Linked DNA regions of Rattus norvegicus: region 2 is linked to region 1. A link is a contact called in public Hi-C data. All regions are on one chromosome and are shown on one strand. Each heading gives the region's core, a stretch centred on a gene start, on an enhancer-like site or on the middle of the called end of the contact. The rest is flanking DNA. Distances are from core to core; before and after follow the strand shown. Region 1 has its middle 330 kb from the start of Ppp3ca. Region 2 has its middle 110 kb from the start of Ddit4l.

Region 1 (3,003 bases), core at 231-2,730:
ACCAACCTGTTCTGAGAGAACCCAAGAGGCTGTCTGCCATATATGCCCATTCTACCAGCCCAGTCCCAGTGAGAGCATTGGATTAGAGCTGTAAACTGGAATTTATGTCCATAAGAAATGAATGGACCAGATTAACATTCAAGAATACCACTTTTCAAAAATATAACAACCTCAATAGAAAAACCTATACTCAATATAGTTATTGTATCTCTATATTTTTGTTTTTTTCTAGAAGAATCTCAAAGGGCATATAATTTCAAATTCTATGCCTTTTGGACCATGATCGCCCTAAGTGTACTTTTCCAAATCATTCACTTTCTGACTCTTGTTTTCCCCATAAGACTGTCTGTGGCCCAATCGTAATTCTGAGCATCTGGTATCTAGTGTTCTTGGCTCTTCTAAAACCCCTGACTTCTGGAACTCTAGAATTCTTTAAAAAATGGGTTTGGTCACACTTTAAAACAGAAGCAATGCACAGTTAAGAGTGACATCTGGCCTTGCCCTGGGCCCACCCCATACTCCATCTCATTCTGCTCAACATCCAAGAAGGATATGTACATCATGAAGACTAAAAGGCTAACGAGTTGGGTCAAGGGCACACAGCTGGAGTTGAGTGGCTTTTCATTTATATTTATGGAGGTCTGAATCCAAAGCCAGTGTCCTGTCGGTTGCCTCGAATTAACAGAGACTTTTCTTAGGAAAAATCTGCCCAATGATATGCAAAAGCATTTGTTCATGCTTCAGTATCTCTCCTGAAATCTTCATGGTTAGAACTAGTCATATAACTTCTCTTTTCTCCTTGATATATGAGTTTCTTTCCTTTAGCCTTATCCCTTTTGGATAGAACAGTGGACAGATCTACCCTATGGAAGCTTTCCTAGGACTGACTGAAAGTTTTCAACCTAAAGAGAAAATGAAGGCAGGCTTTTGAAATGGCTAAATCTCAAAATATAGATTGGTAACACTTTGGCAGAACTGGTCTGGACCCAGAGCTCAGTGTGGGCTGTATTTCCTCAGCGCTCAGCCCTCTTAGCAGGCATCTAAAGATGGTTTTTGACTTTGAAGAATACATAGGCATGAATATTTGCCCTGTTAAAGGGATATATTTTATTTGTTCATTACTGAAGAAAGATATACTATACTAAGTAAGGTTTCATTTGCTTTTTATTTATAAAATAACAGTGTCTCCACATTTTGAAGCTATAGGTTATTTTCTACAAAACAAAATCCATACAGAAACTGCCAAATATAAAACTGTTAAGTGTGGAAGTGCTTGGCTGGAAGTTAGGCATTCACAACTCCAAGGCTCCCCCAAGAATCTCCCACACACACGCTTAGTTGATTTGTGGTACTGTAAGACAGTCTGTAAGACACACTGAGGACAGCACCACTCTGGATTTTTTGGAAGGTCATTTCTAGTTCTGACGTCCAAGGACCCTGTAGATTTCCATCTGTTCTGTCCTCTGACCACACCAATGTCACAGCATGCTCTAGCCCTTCCACAGGGCATCTTCTTCAGGTCTTCATCATTTCCACTCTGGGAGCTGAGCCCGCCCCAGCTCACTACTTCCGGTTCCTCCACCATTAACATTACAGCGCTTGAGCTAGTCTGCTGAGGTCCCTCCCTGTCTTTATTCTCCTCACTGTATTCACAGACCAGGACATCTATATCCCCAAACAATTTACAAACACATTTCTCTACAATGGTGTATTATGGTATGGCAAAGGAAACGGTGTTTCTATGTTGTTCATTTCTGAAAGAAGTGGAGATCCCAGCTCAGAGCAAACCAATGCCAATGACTTGAAGTTTGGGCGGCTGGCTCATACTGCTACTGCCTCCCAGTGGTCCTTCTAGTCGCTCGTAATAATGATCATCTAACAGAGGGATGAGAATTTTCATGAAACCGCATACCACTTCGGAGGAACGGTGTACAATGCAGTAGGTATCCACCTCAGGCGAGTTATCATTCACCGCTGATATCAGTCATAATGCACCATTAGAAATCGGCTGAGTCTCTTCCAAAAGAACATGTTCTGGAACATTACACCTCAGCTTTCTAATTTAAGCAGTGTAAGGGTAGAAAACAACCACTCTAAACAGTGGAGATGACTCCTAATTATCAAGGTTTTGTGTGAATTAAAACAGGATGTACTAACTTTTCCACTAAATACCTAGCAGATAATTGGGGCTTATTTCACAGTAGCAATTTTCGTTCTGATTGAAGGCTTTGGATGGAGACATTGGACAAATATTTTAAACACCCTGTATCCCAAAGCAGAAAGACAGCTCACTGATGTTCAGCAGGGAAGATATCAAGGTTCACTGTCCCTTTTTTCTGTCATATATCCACTAGCATTACGGGAATTGTGCAAGTTAATGACGAAACCCAATAGAGGTCCAAATTATTATTAAAGCATAAATGATATAAATTTTCCCAAAGTATATCATATTAAATCATTTCCTCAAAAAAGGCAAGCAAAGCCAGGAAGATAAAAACATTTTGAAAAACTCAAAGAATCCTGTCTTTTCCCCAATGTCAAATAATGGGGCCTCAGCAAGAACTATTTTGCTTTTCTGTGAGGTAACTCTTTATCCAAAAATTATTAGAAGAATGCTAAGGATGTTTCTTAGTCAGATGCTAGGTTGTGGCAGTATCCCTTCACTTTAAAAGTTTCTTTTTTAAATTTACATGAAGCAGTTTTCTTACAATTTTATCATAAGGAGGAGTTGGTGGAGGTGGAAATGCTATTTGAGGATTAGCTTTTCAAGAAAAGATGATCTGAAACACTTCAAAAAATGAACCAAATAAAACAGCATTTGAAAGGCAAGACACGAAGTGGCAGGTCATACAATTCATGTCTACATACCAATTGGTTAAGCCGGAAGTATAAGCAAATGATTCCTTTCATGTGATCATTCCAAATGTAACTTTTGATATTGTTTTTCCTGGTTATAAAAACTAAGATTTAGAGACAAACACCGAGAAAGGTAAGCCTACAAAA
Region 2 (3,003 bases), core at 220-2,719, 740 kb after region 1:
AGATTTTACTCACAGGCAAATGACTAAAAACGACAGAGCATGTGATTGGGACACCGGTCCTTCTCGTTCCAACTCGGTCCCCACTCGGTCCCCATTACACTAGCTACACCTCGCCTCTGTTTCCAGTTTGACTTTGAGGACTTTCACCAAATGGACTATCGATGGTTTTACACGAAGCTTTTCAAGAATGGAACAAAATCTCTGAAGGCGAAGCAGCCCCTGTCAGAACAGCACAAGAAACCTGAAAAGAAAAAAAAAAAAAATTGATGCCTCTCTGACCAACTTCGGAGTCATCGCACCATCACGAGGCACTTTGGTCTGTGAAGTGTCTACAGTTTGGTTTCTTGATTTATACTTAATTTTAGAGCACCCAACCGGGATGTGGGCTTCAGCTGAAGAACTCTGGGATACAGGCCGTGGGACCATTGCCATTCTGAAAGCATCACTGAATTCTGACTCACCATTTATGGACAGCCTGTTCTGCCTTGGGCACTGTGTGTCACTTCCCTCACACCCCATGCTCTGGGTCACTATACCACCTTTGTGGTGCCAGCGATGTGATGACGAACCAAGTTATCAGATAAACTGCTCTCTTCTCTTCCTTTACTTGATTTAAATACAGCCCGTGGATGTCACACCAGTCAAACAACGCCCTTCCGCTAGCCAGTACTTTTCCGTTACCTTGTTGTAAGCACATCTGGCCCTGAACTTGATCCAAGTCAGGCAAGATACATCCTAGACAGCTAGAGGTTAATAAGCATCTGAGTGGTTAAATTTAGCCTTTATTCTACTATCCCGAAAAGGGCTAGTTCCCCTTGGAATGTGGGTTTTGTTCCATTGCCAAGTCTCGTGTAAAACTAATAATAGACCCACTTGGTGAGAGTCCTTAAGTAAAATTAGAAAGCGAGGCAAACCGCACAGGTAGCCGATCCCAGATTGCGGTTCTGGGACTGGTCAGTGGAGGGCGCCACTCGCCGAGCTGTCTAACTGAAGGTTTAGATCTCTCAATGTCTCTGCTAAACTGAGCATTTCAAACACCTTCATACAGTCGCTGTGAACATTAAACAACATGAGAAAGTGCACGGCACATACTAGCTACTTCACACGTGTTCCTTTCCTTTTCTTCTACCCCAGCCCCACCCCCAATCCCCAAAATTAACGTTGCCATTAAATTTGCCAAATAAGGCAAAGACTACTGAGGTCGATTGCAGCTGCAAGATTACAGAGTCTCTCTGTCCCACCCAAGTGCTTAAGAAGTGTCGGGCACAATCCAAACTCCAAAGGATGTTAAATGCTGTTCCCCTGCCACCCACTCTAGCCACCAGGGCCCCAATGCACATTAAAATAAGATTAGGGCAATGATTTAAGCTGAAAATTGGGCTGCCAGGGGAAAGCACGGGCCTCACTCCTGGGGGATTAACTATACCTATGGGTTCAGCGGCAGGCGCCTCGGGCTGCCTGACGTCAGCGCCCCGGGTTGTTTTTGCCCCCCGCAGTGTGGGAAGGAATGGGAGTGGAGTGGGTGAAGGAGAGCGGTGCCTCTCCAGCGCCAGCGTAGCCCGCCGGCGCCCTCTAGTGATTCTTAGCCGACACAGGTTTCTCTAAGAAAACAAAGCCGGGAGCCAGATATAGATAACTCACAGGTTTTATCCTCGCTCTCCTCCTAGGTTCAGAGAGTTCCCCAGCACCAACCATCACAGGAAGTTGCTGATGAGAGAGAGGAGGAGTATTAGTACTGCTTTGTGGCAGTCCTGAACAAACCTCCAGTTTAGGAAGTGATAAGGACTTTAATATTTGGAGAGAGTTCTGAAATGTTCTTAGCAGTCTTCACAAAAAAAGCAGATGGCAGCAGAGAAGGGAGATTTAGACCGCCCTCCATGAGCTGGCTTCTCCTGGAGACAGTCTGGCTGCCACTGCATACCAGGACGGATACCCATGCTCAACAACAAACAGGAGGCAGTTACAGCTCCTCCTGTGTGTCTACTTCCTGTGTCAATTTCATGAACCATGGCGAAAATAGGCAGTAAAGCTCTATCCTGCTTAGGAATAAATAATAAATGATCTGGACTCCACAGCAGGCAGGTCTAGAGAGGAGAAATATTTTGTATATATTGCCTTACTTCAGCAGGTGAGAGGAAGAAGCAGCGTTCTACAGATGAGGCGTGGTGGTTTCAGGAGAGGCAACGTTCACTCCCACCCCAACTCAACCAGAAACACACATACACACAGAATCACATACAAATGCACAAATACAGACACATACACACACAGTCACACATACATCATACCTACACACAGAGAAATGCATATAGACCCACACACAGGCACATACACTCACAGTCTCACACACACACATCACACAAATGCACACAAATGAACATATGCACACACATTACACACACACGCGTGTGCACACACACCACACACACACACACCAGAAATGTAACTTGGCCGTGTTAGATTAAGAAAACAGAAAGCCATTAGCTTATCTCTGAACTCTGAGCCCCTGTTACAAACTACCACTTAAACATCAACAAACTGAACAAGTATTTATTTGTTCATTAATTTATTTTGAAACAAGTTGGTTCCCTGTGGCCCAGTCTGACCTTGAACTTCTGATCCTCCTGCATCTGCCTTCTGAGTGCTGGGAATTCATATGTAAGCTACCACACATAAGAGGTGTATATGGTTTGTTACAGAAAGTGCGGACTTTGGTCAATCATAAACAGCCTCACCCTTCAGCCAGTTATAGGCCTCCTGTATTGGTTTGCCTTCTGTTGTTGTGTCAAACACCAGGTAAAGACAACTTGGAAAAGGAAAGGTTTGCCTTACCACTTAGAGTTCATCATGAAGGAAACTCAGGGCAGAAAGAAACTCAGGACAATCCACGAGGGCAAAGGGAGCAGAAGCAGCAACCAGGGTCCAGATGGCTTAGAGTGATGGAAGAACAAGAGTTCTTAGGGTTACCTGCAGGAAGAGCCGATTGGTCACAACACAGCACTG

What was found. A called contact is a pair of places that touch in the nucleus more often than the background predicts.
Region 2: a Hi-C map of frontal cortex shows a contact between it and region 1, with 2.0 times the contacts expected there. The contact joins two enhancer-like sites. A contact is called at or near these places in 2 of 12 Hi-C or Micro-C datasets (Schwann cells and frontal cortex).

The regions. Positions count from the first base shown.
Region 1 is chr2:228,170,826-228,173,828 of GRCr8, forward strand. No RefSeq gene overlaps it. Among named protein-coding and RNA genes, the nearest start is that of Ppp3ca, 330 kb to the left of the region's middle. Within about 2 kb of position 1,481, at least 3 of the 93 cell types and tissues checked have an H3K27ac peak or open chromatin away from gene starts, as enhancers often do.
Region 2 is chr2:228,911,347-228,914,349 of GRCr8, forward strand. No RefSeq gene overlaps it. Among named protein-coding and RNA genes, the nearest start is that of Ddit4l, 110 kb to the left of the region's middle. Within about 2 kb of position 1,470, at least 50 of the 93 cell types and tissues checked have an H3K27ac peak or open chromatin away from gene starts, as enhancers often do.